2 separate regions of the Ovis aries genome follow, and region 1 is linked to region 2. The links are chromatin contacts, called in public Hi-C maps. All regions are on one chromosome and are shown on one strand. The core of a region is the stretch at or near the end of the contact, and the rest is flanking DNA. Distances in the headings are between cores, read along the strand shown. Region 1 overlaps SPIDR (scaffold protein involved in DNA repair). Region 2 overlaps SPIDR (scaffold protein involved in DNA repair).

What was found. A called contact is a pair of places that touch in the nucleus more often than the background predicts.
Region 1: a Hi-C map of tail adipose tissue shows a contact between it and region 2, with 2.2 times the contacts expected there. The contact joins two enhancer-like sites. A contact is called at or near these places in 4 of 16 Hi-C or Micro-C datasets (blood, mesenteric adipose tissue, mixed tissues and 1 more).

Annotation. Positions count from the first base shown.
Region 1 is chr9:32,355,145-32,359,676 of ARS-UI_Ramb_v3.0, forward strand. The region is part of intron 5 of SPIDR (scaffold protein involved in DNA repair); the gene reads right to left. Among named protein-coding and RNA genes, the nearest start is that of SPIDR, 70 kb to the right of the region's middle. Within about 2 kb of position 2,152, at least 34 of the 54 cell types and tissues checked have an H3K27ac peak or open chromatin away from gene starts, as enhancers often do. A contact at or near this core is called in tail adipose tissue, where this site is marked.
Region 2 is chr9:32,302,466-32,307,634 of ARS-UI_Ramb_v3.0, forward strand. All of the region lies in intron 7 of SPIDR (scaffold protein involved in DNA repair), which reads right to left. Among named protein-coding and RNA genes, the nearest start is that of SPIDR, 120 kb to the right of the region's middle. Within about 2 kb of position 1,561, at least 11 of the 54 cell types and tissues checked have an H3K27ac peak or open chromatin away from gene starts, as enhancers often do. A contact at or near this core is called in tail adipose tissue, where this site is marked.

The DNA.
Region 1 (4,532 bases), core at 902-3,401, 53 kb after region 2:
GTATCCCCTGCTCCCACCCACCACAAACGTGCTGTGCACTGAAGAGTGTTTCCATTACAATTTCTCCTAGAAATATAAGTGATATAGACCATTAGCACCCATTCAACCTATGAGACCCGTGTGCTTTGTTAATGAGCTCTCTACTTGGAATGTAAGTATCACAAAATTCTGGTAAAACGTTTTCAAGTGGCTAAGCCATGTGATCATGCACGCTTATTACACAGTCATTTGTTTAACTTTTTCCTAATTAAGTACAGAATCTTTCTCCACTTAGCTTTTCTCACAGTTGAAAATTTTGATGATATCAGGACACATACTTTGTTAAGTATCCTCAACTACAATCTGGGAGTTTGGATACTGACAGGCACAGTGACTGGATGGGAAATCCTGCTCCCACGACAGCACTCTGACCCCATTACTCCGTCCTGTCACCCTCACTGCAGGCATAAAGCTTTCTGATAAAAGTAGAGAAATGCAGGCGAATAAACAGACAAAAAATATAATATCAGCAATTCAATTTCCATAAGAATGAATGTTTAAATAGTTGTATTTAGTTCAGCTTTCACCACATATACAGGTATTTAACTTGAGAACATATGAGTCTTGCCAGTAGTGTTTTTACAAAGTCCCTGCCACTGTCCATCTGCATGTCTTGCCTCTGTTTCACTCATTCATTCATTCCCTCACTCAGGTAGACCCTGGACCTCAAGAAACTTCAGTCTAGCTGGGGAGAAAGGCAGTGTTTGCTGGGAGCTACGACAAAGGGCACAACGGAAGCAAAAGGAGTGCTATGGCGATATAATGCCCAACCCTAACTCTCTGCTAACACTACAAAGTGCCTCTTGAGGAAGGGAGGAAATGCTATATTCCTTCCAGCACTTAACATTCTAAGGCTTTCTGAGAAATTCATGCATATTCCATCTGCATTAACAATATTTTATACTGTTCAAAGGTCCTTGGAAGGGTGGTAAATTAGTATGCTTGCTACATGAAGATTTGATGGAAGAAGTTTCTTCTGCTCAAGCTTTCTAGAAGCCCAAAGTAACCCATGCAGAAAAATGAGCTAAACAAATACTTATGTTACAGCTTTTGATAACATGTTTGCTTTTAAATAAGTCTGTAAAGGCATATGTTTATGATTTATTTGCTTCATGGGATTATTTTTTATGATATAAAGTATGATCCCAGACCTAAATGCTCCATCATCACACGTCTGACCCGTGATGTGACTGGTATCCATTAACTGGCCGACTGTTGGTACCCAGTGAGCCGATGAGGACAAGGCATCCTGCTCGAGTCCAGACAGGCATTAATGAGTAAGACGGTGATCAGTCACAGAAAGAGAACCATTATGCGACACCGTGACCAGTCACAGAAAGAGGGTCATCACCGGACACTGGCCCCCAAACCGCATATTCCAGCAGACAGTAAGTAACCCAAGCGTTCTTTAAACTTTATCAGTAGCAACACCAACTCCATATCCTTGGTTAAATATTACAATGAACAGGAAAAAAGTAATCTTCTGAGGATCTAGTAAGCCACTTACAAGTCAAAATATGTTTGCTCACTCACACATTGACAAATTAAATACTTTCCAAAAAAAACTGTTTAAATGTAATTTTCAGGCAAAATAGCTCTAGTTATTAAGATTTCTGTGTACTTAGTGCATTTTTAATATAACAGAGTCAATGAATTTCTGCAACTGGAAAACAAAGATGGTAACTGAGAAATTAAACCAAGGAACTAAGAAAGAACCATTCATTCCAATGAGTGAAAGGATGAATAATATCCTTAAAGATGGGTACTTGATAGCATTCTTCTTCCTTCTAATCCACCTTTTCCAGCTTCAATTTGCATATGTGACTGAAAAGAGCACTTCTTGAATCCTGTGTGTTCCCTTCAGTGGTGTAAAGCAACAGTTCCCATGACAGAGCAGAGTTCATACCGGGCCTGCTAGATACTCGTCTGGAATGGTTAGGAGAGCAGCACTATTTCACTAAGTCAGATGCAGAGTCAACAAACAGACAAGAATGTGACATTAGCACAACAATCTTCGAAAACAACTGATCCTCCAAACCCACCTAACATGCCAAGACAGAGGAATGTTCCTCACTCAGTTTAGTATCTACACTGGAGCTTATCTGAATGAACTTGACCCTGGTTGGCAGCAAGCCAGCAGTCTTCGTCACTGAATGACTTAACAGAACACTGTGTTCTTGGCACAAGCACAAAAAAAGGTGTTGAAATCCACGCTAAAAAGAAATCTCAGCTTACATTTTAAATCAGTTTTTAAATATGATAATAAAAGATAGTTAAATGTGATGAAGGCTTTTCAGTGTTCTGTCCATTTTTAATTCAGGTCATTTTTTTAGCCCTACTCCATTTGGCTCACTTTCAGTACTTCCTGGAACAATCCCTGGGACTTCCCCAGGCACTGTGAATCCTGCTCCGGCCCTTTCTATGCTGCCTCCTCTAATGATATACCTGGAAAATTCCAATGCACCCAACGCTGGCATGGGAGGGAGGGCCAGCAAGTAAAGCCAGAAACAACGTATTGACTCACTTCCGCAGAAAGCCCTGGAGAAAAATGTGGGCCACAGTGCAGTCCTCTCATGCGATCCAGTCAGAATAAGTAAGAGATAGGAAAGTTATGTCATTCCCACACAGGTTACGTTAACTCATCCACAAAGGTAAGATGCAAATGAGAAGAACACATAATCTGCAGGGAGTCTACATACTTTCAGAAAAAAAACACTTCTCTTTTCCTTTAGTTTTTGTCATCTGCTTTTCCTCCTACTCCGAAAGCGCCATCCTTCGTGTAACGTTACGAGAGTTCATCCTCATGAACTGCAGCAGTTCACAACCAGCTCCTAATCCAGGGAAACCACAGGAGTCCTACAGGACTCACAGAGACAAGACTCAAACCACAAACACTCGGCAGTCTACACTGGTAGAAGGCCGCGATGAAAGCACAGATGTTTGTTCACCCTTTAGTTTCCAGCCTTAATTTTTACTAAGTACTTTCACAGGTCTCTCGTCTTACAACAGCACAAATTATGTCTTAAGATCAAAGCCTATCATGTCTTCAACTCTGACAGACAGAATTACGTAGTCAAATGATTTTCCTCAACATAGTAAAATGTTAAAAAATCTTGAACATTTATTCTTATATACTTTAAACCTTACTCTTTCAAAACTATGACATAATTATTTGTTCATAATTATTTCAAATTATGTTTAAAGTAAGTTGTAAATAATACTAGCATAGGAAGTCAAAGGAAAAAAAAACTGGAAATACATATGGTTTACCTTCTGATAAAAGCTTCTTTTTTCAATCAAATATGATTTACTCAGATGAATGTTAAAACTAATCTAAATATCTTGATAACAATTGATAACTAAGGATACATGGACCAATATTGCACCTAGAAGTAGGCCTAGGCTTAAAACTTTGTTATAATTAAAAAGTCAATTCTACTGTGGACTGAAGGTTGTAACTGTTAACACCTGAACGCTGTAGTTCTGTTCTCTACCCAGCCCAGGCCCCTCAGAGGCAGTCATAAGAACACAAAGTTCACAGATCTAGTTAAAGAAATGTTTTACTCATACTCCTCAGGGTGCATTCACCCATGAAGATACACTATAAATAATACCTTTGTTTAAAGTAAAACAATGCAAGCTCAACTGATATTACTCACTCTACCCTTAACTCATGAAAACATTCCCTGTTCTCAGGTACGCTATCAATTAGTATAAAAGAACAGCAAGGCTGACATCCCACCGACAACTTGGATTCTGTTCACTGATGTAAACCTCTAGGCTATGGGGCAGTCCTCAGCTTATGGTTTTTGTAAAGCAACTGTCTGAATAAATAATTGATTTTACAAAATTCTCATGGGCTCATGAGAGCTATAGTGATTTATCAATGAAGTTTTCAAATATGGAGTAGAAAAACAGATACTCAGTGTCTATCTACTGTGCAATCATGCACATAAATATTCTTTGTGGTGTAGTATAGACATCATAGGAGAAGGCAATGAAACCCCACTCCAGTACTCTTGCCCGGAAAATCCCATGGACAGAGGAGCCTGGTAGGCTGCAGTCACGAAGAGTCGGACACAACTGAGAGACTTCACTCTCACTTTTCACTTTCATGCATTGGAGAAGGAAATGGCAGCCCACTCCAATGTTCTTGCCTGGAGAATCCCAGGGACGGGGGAGCCTGGTGGGCTGCCGTCTATGGGGTTGCACAGAGTCGGACACGACTGAAGCGACTTAGCAGCACAGACATCATATCTGCGTGCAAAACTAATTTCGTAACTCCCACTTAAGAAAAAGTGACTACTGTTACCACTCACAATGCTCCTAGGACATGTTGGTATTGAGACAGTACACATGTGCTGTGGTTCCTCGATGCCATTTAGTCAATGTTGGTTATATCTCTACTAATGATACTCTTCCTCCACTGTATCACCTAATCACTAACTTCCAATGACTTTCTCAAAGGTTGTTGTTAGATTTTGTTTACTTGT
Region 2 (5,169 bases), core at 311-2,810:
TGGGTCGGGAAGATCCCCTAGAGGAGGAAATGGCAACCCACTACAGTATTCCTGCCTGGCAAAGTCTACAGACAAGAGCCTGGCAGGCAGCAGGTCATAGGGTCACAAAACAGTTGGATATGTATTAGCACACACACAGGCGGTATCAATAATTAGAGCAGTGTACGTTCCAGCAGGAATTACAGTGAATTCACAACTACTAAAGCAGAGCAGGTTATTTCAGGGGTGGGTGCCATCCCCTTTCCAAGGACATTGTAATAGACCCTAAGAGGGAGGAGAGGGAAAAGGAGAGTAATCAGCTGAAGGATTAAAATGAAATGACATCAAAAAGTTTATCGTCTCTCCAAGGACATGCATGGAGAGACCCGGGAGTACAATAACCAGAGAGACTGAGGGGGGCGCTCGGAGGATGACTTCCCGCCGGAACAGTGGACAATGGCAACACAGGATCTCAAAGAGAAATCACCAAAGGTTTGGCTGAGACAAATTTTCTCAGGAAAGAAAGAGGCACAGATCAAGTGACCTGCACGGGCCTTCAGCTCCAGCAGAGCTAGGGCCATTTCTGCACTCCGGTGTCATGGAAAAATTTTAAATGTACCACTGACGCCATTTATTCACTTCATAAACACCTGCTGAGTCCCCGGGCACAGCCCAGGGTTGGGGTCAGCCCTGCACATCCTTGCGGCACTTTGCAGAGCTAGGGTTTGCCTTTACTTGGAATACCTACTGAACAACAGGACGCCAGCAGTGTAACTACCAACAGAGGAAAGTGTACTGGGCCTGGTGGTCAGGTGGCTATCACGAAAGACATGGCAGGTGGAGGGCAGCTGTGACAGGTGCAGGGTGGTACGTATGCGAGAAATAACTAGTTGGGTGGGCCAAGACCCAAACCAAGAAAGCTCATACCACAGGCTCCGACGGTGATGGACACTTACTCCAACATAAGAGGCAGTCAATGGACATTTTTTAAAGCAGGCAAGTGATAGATTTGCCTCTTAGCATAATGACCCCAACAGGCTGAAAATGAGGACAGGCAGGGGCAGGGAGACCAGGCAGGGGCTGATGCAGTAATCCAGGCGCAAGGGGACAGGGGCCTGAGCTTGTGGCAGATGGGATGGCTGAAGAGGTCTCACCTGAGAGAGAGCTGTGAGGTAGAATCACCAGCACTGAGGGACTTAATGGGTTGAAAACATGTGCAAGAGACCATGGGGGAAAAAAAAAGAGAGCCCATGGAAGACACTCGGTGTGTGGGCTGGGGTAGCAGGTGGCAGGCACACTGGTCCGCTGGGTCTGCAGGCACCGAGGTGCCGGTGGTGCTGGCGCTGGGCCAGGACAGTTTCCAGACTGCCCAGCAGCCCTGAGAGTCAGGGGGCTGGCATGGAGATCCTAGATTATCCAGGAAGGGGACACAGAACAGAAGAGGTCAAGGCAGAAGCCTGACAAACACCTGCTGAAGCTGCTCACAGAGGAGGACTCATACAGGAGGAAAGTGTACACAGGAGGAGGCAGACAGGAGGCAGCGTGTCCCTGAAGGAAGGGCGACCGGCTGTGTGAAGGCTGCATGAACACAGCTCCGAGGAATGACCACTTCCGCATACTGGTGGAGATGGAGCAGCGTCACAGGGCATGGAAGCGGGTGTGCTCAAGTTGCTAGCCTCGTAAATCGCTGTCACAGTAAAAAGGCAGTTTCCAATTTGTTTTCCAAACTTTGTAAGGCATTTTACTAATTTAAGAACTTACTTATTCTGCACGGGGGCTGCAAAGTTTCCTATTTTGTAACAGAATGTGTTCGAAAAGCTTACGAGCATTGTGTGATAAGCAACCGCCCACTCTAAGACCACCTTCCTGCAGCAACACTTATGGGGAACACCTGGGGAGCAGGCCGCCAAGTCGGCCGGCTCACTCCCCTTCCTCACCATCTTCTGGGGAGACAAAGGCAGTCAAGCCTGGACTCCCACTTTCAAGCAGGCTCCTTCAGGCACCAAGGTCCCAAGTGGAAATTACAACCTCTCTGAAAGTAAAATGTAAAAGTAAAAATGAGCTGGCAGAGTTTGGAAAGATAGACTGGTGAAAAGGTTACGATGACACACTCAAGATTTCACATCAGGACAAAGGCCGACATGATACTGAACTAGGCTGGAGGGTAAAACAATTGCTTGAGCAAGCCAAAGGGAATGCTGCCTTGCCAATATCAATGCTTTTCTAAAGGTCAAAACTAGCATTTTGAACATACAGATAATTTTTGTCATTAAAGAGGTCCCAATTTAACTCTATGAATGAATTTTTATTCATTGAGCCACATGTGGAATTCAACAGCAGATATGTGTTACACACTATATAATTCATTTAGAATGGGCTAACTTTGCAGTCTTATTTTTGGATAATTTACAGAAGAAAACAGAAATAAAGATTCTTTTAAACCTCAGATCTATGAGAAAAGAATCTGTAGAACTACCGTTTTTCTTTTCATGTAAAAAGAAATGGAGAAAGCACAGATTAAATAAACTTAAAGGGAATCTGAAAGCATCATTTACTTCTGCTGTGCCACCAAATCTCATTACATAGGTTTTTCGGTAGGAAAACTCACAAGAGATGAAAAATAATGTGGCAGAAACAGCTAAGGGGTGACACACATTAGCTGGAGAGTTGAGTTTGGTGTCAGTATCCCTTCCTCTCTCTCAGGTCCCATCAATATTTTAACATAATTATGAAATAACTTGATTGTATGAACTCTTTTCTACTAACTTACAATGATCACTGGAAATTACAGTCATTTGGGACATGAAGTTACAGTTCTAACAGTGGGTAAACTGGTATCATAGTTTGTTTCCTGACTTAAATAACTCAGAGTATTAATGTGAGTTCCTCTTGCCCATGACTACAAAGAGCAATATTAAATACCACTGCCGTCCCTAAATGTGGGTTTGAATATAAAAAGCAGAAAAAATAAAGCTTAGACACTAATCAGCTTTCTGGTTTTATTGGTCAGAGGGAAGCTAGAAATACTCCAGAGGCAGCTCCCTTGACCCCAGAGGAAAGCGGAAGTTAAGAAAAAGAACTGCAGCTAGACCTCCTCAGCACCCTGGAGTTGACCCACACTGAGCAGGTCACAGGCAAGGTCCCTTCACTTGAAGCAAAGGGTAAATAAGTAAGATAGACCAAGGAGTTGAAGAAAACATTTTAAATGAGATTAAGACTTGGACCTAGGAAACTGCAACCTGCTTCAGGCCATGTCATTCTCATTCCATAAATCTGAACAAACATGTATTGTTTTTAAACTTGTCATATTATGTCAAAAACCCCATGTCCTCACAGAAACTAAAAATTTAACCGGCACAATACTGCCAAATATCAGACAAATTAAATAAACAGCCAACCACACACCTCTCTTTCCTAGCTTTAAACTCTCAATACTAGAATACTTAGACCAAGTCATATGTATTTTCTATCAAGTATTTTTTTCAAGTAATTGAAGGATCTTAGTTTACCAACTAACTAGGTTTGGCAGAAATAATCAACCATTTACTAACACCAAGACAACTTTTTATTTATGAGGAAATACTGCAATGAAGAAATTAAGAAGGACATGGCAACCTACTCCAGTATTCTTGCCTGGAGACTCCTCCAGGACAGAGGAGCCTGGCAGGCTGCAGTCTGTGGGGTCGCAAAGAGTCGGACATGACTGAGCGACTAAGCACAGCCCAACACAAGGAGACAACACATATCTACAAAAGCCCTGGTTCTTCGGGCTCACATCACTGCCACTGTATAGAAAATGCTGGCCCTGTCATTACTTCTTCCTCTCTTGACCATGCCAGTGGGCAGTCTTGAACACGACCCTGTTTCAGGGGCCTCCCGAGTCTCAGGCGGGTCCCTGGGAAGCACTGAGAAAGAGGCAGGGGCCAGATTTCTGGCTTCTCACTCCAGCAGGGCGGAGGGCGCCCCACTCCACAGGGGCCACTACTCTGGATGCTTCCAGCGCCTCAGGGGCACAGCAAAGGATGAGGAGGGCTCCAGGAGCAGTGCCCGGGACCCGCTGTGCCCCTGGAGATGAAACTTCTGAGCGCTCACAGTTAATGATGCTCAAAGACAAGGAGCATCTTGTTACACGGCATTGTAACAACTGCCTCACTGAGAAAATCAACCTCAGTTTTAAAAATATGTTTTAATTGGAGGATAATTGCTTTACAATGCTGTGATGGTTTCTGCCAAACAACAACACAAATAAGCCATAACTACACATGTGTATATATCCTCTCCCTCTTGAGCCTCTCCCTCTCTCCCCCTATCCCACCCCTCTAGGTCGTCACAGAGCACCAGGCTGGGCTTCCTGTGTTATTCAGCAGCTTCCCATTAGCTCTCTGTTTCACACATGGTAGTGTATATATGTCAGTGCTACTTTCTCAATTCATACTTCCCTTTCCTCCCCCACGATATGTCCACAAACATGTTCTCTGCGTATCCATTTCTTCCCTGCAAATAGGTGCATCAGTTTTTTCTAGATTCCACATATGTGTGTTAATATTTGTTTTTCTCCGACTTACTTCACTCTGTATAATAGGCTCTAGCTCACAGGGTTTCATCACAGAGATACCCCATGAATCCATCCCTGAATTTCAGCTGTTCACTATATGTTAGTTCCTGGGATTGGGGAGACAGGAAATTACCTCTATTTCATATTTACAAGTTTTTTTTTCCTATTTATCAGTTGCTATAAACATACAGAAGTGAGAAAATACTTTTTCATATTGAAAGGAAAAAAAGTCTTCTGCCAGCCTACAAAGGAAACAAAAGACCAGTGAAATGTTCTTCCTAATATATGCCTATAGTGAGGTATATCAAAAGTAAAGAAAAAGACACAACTTATTACAAATATCAAGGAGAGGATTCATAGGTCTGAAAAATAAGAAATTCATCAAAGAGAAAAACAAAACCAAATTCTTAAATACAAAGACTTCTAAAAGAACAATCTATTGGAGTTGGTCTTATTCATGTTTTCAAATTAATAGATAATTTTTGTCTGTTTTTTTATTTTGCTTTTCTCTTTTACTCATTATATCAGTAAGTACCCTCTATTCTCAAATGAAAGAAAAGAAAACAAAAGGAAAATTCCAAATAAGCTATCTGGTGTTGATGAGCCAAACAAAAGCTCATCTGTTCCCTTCAGTC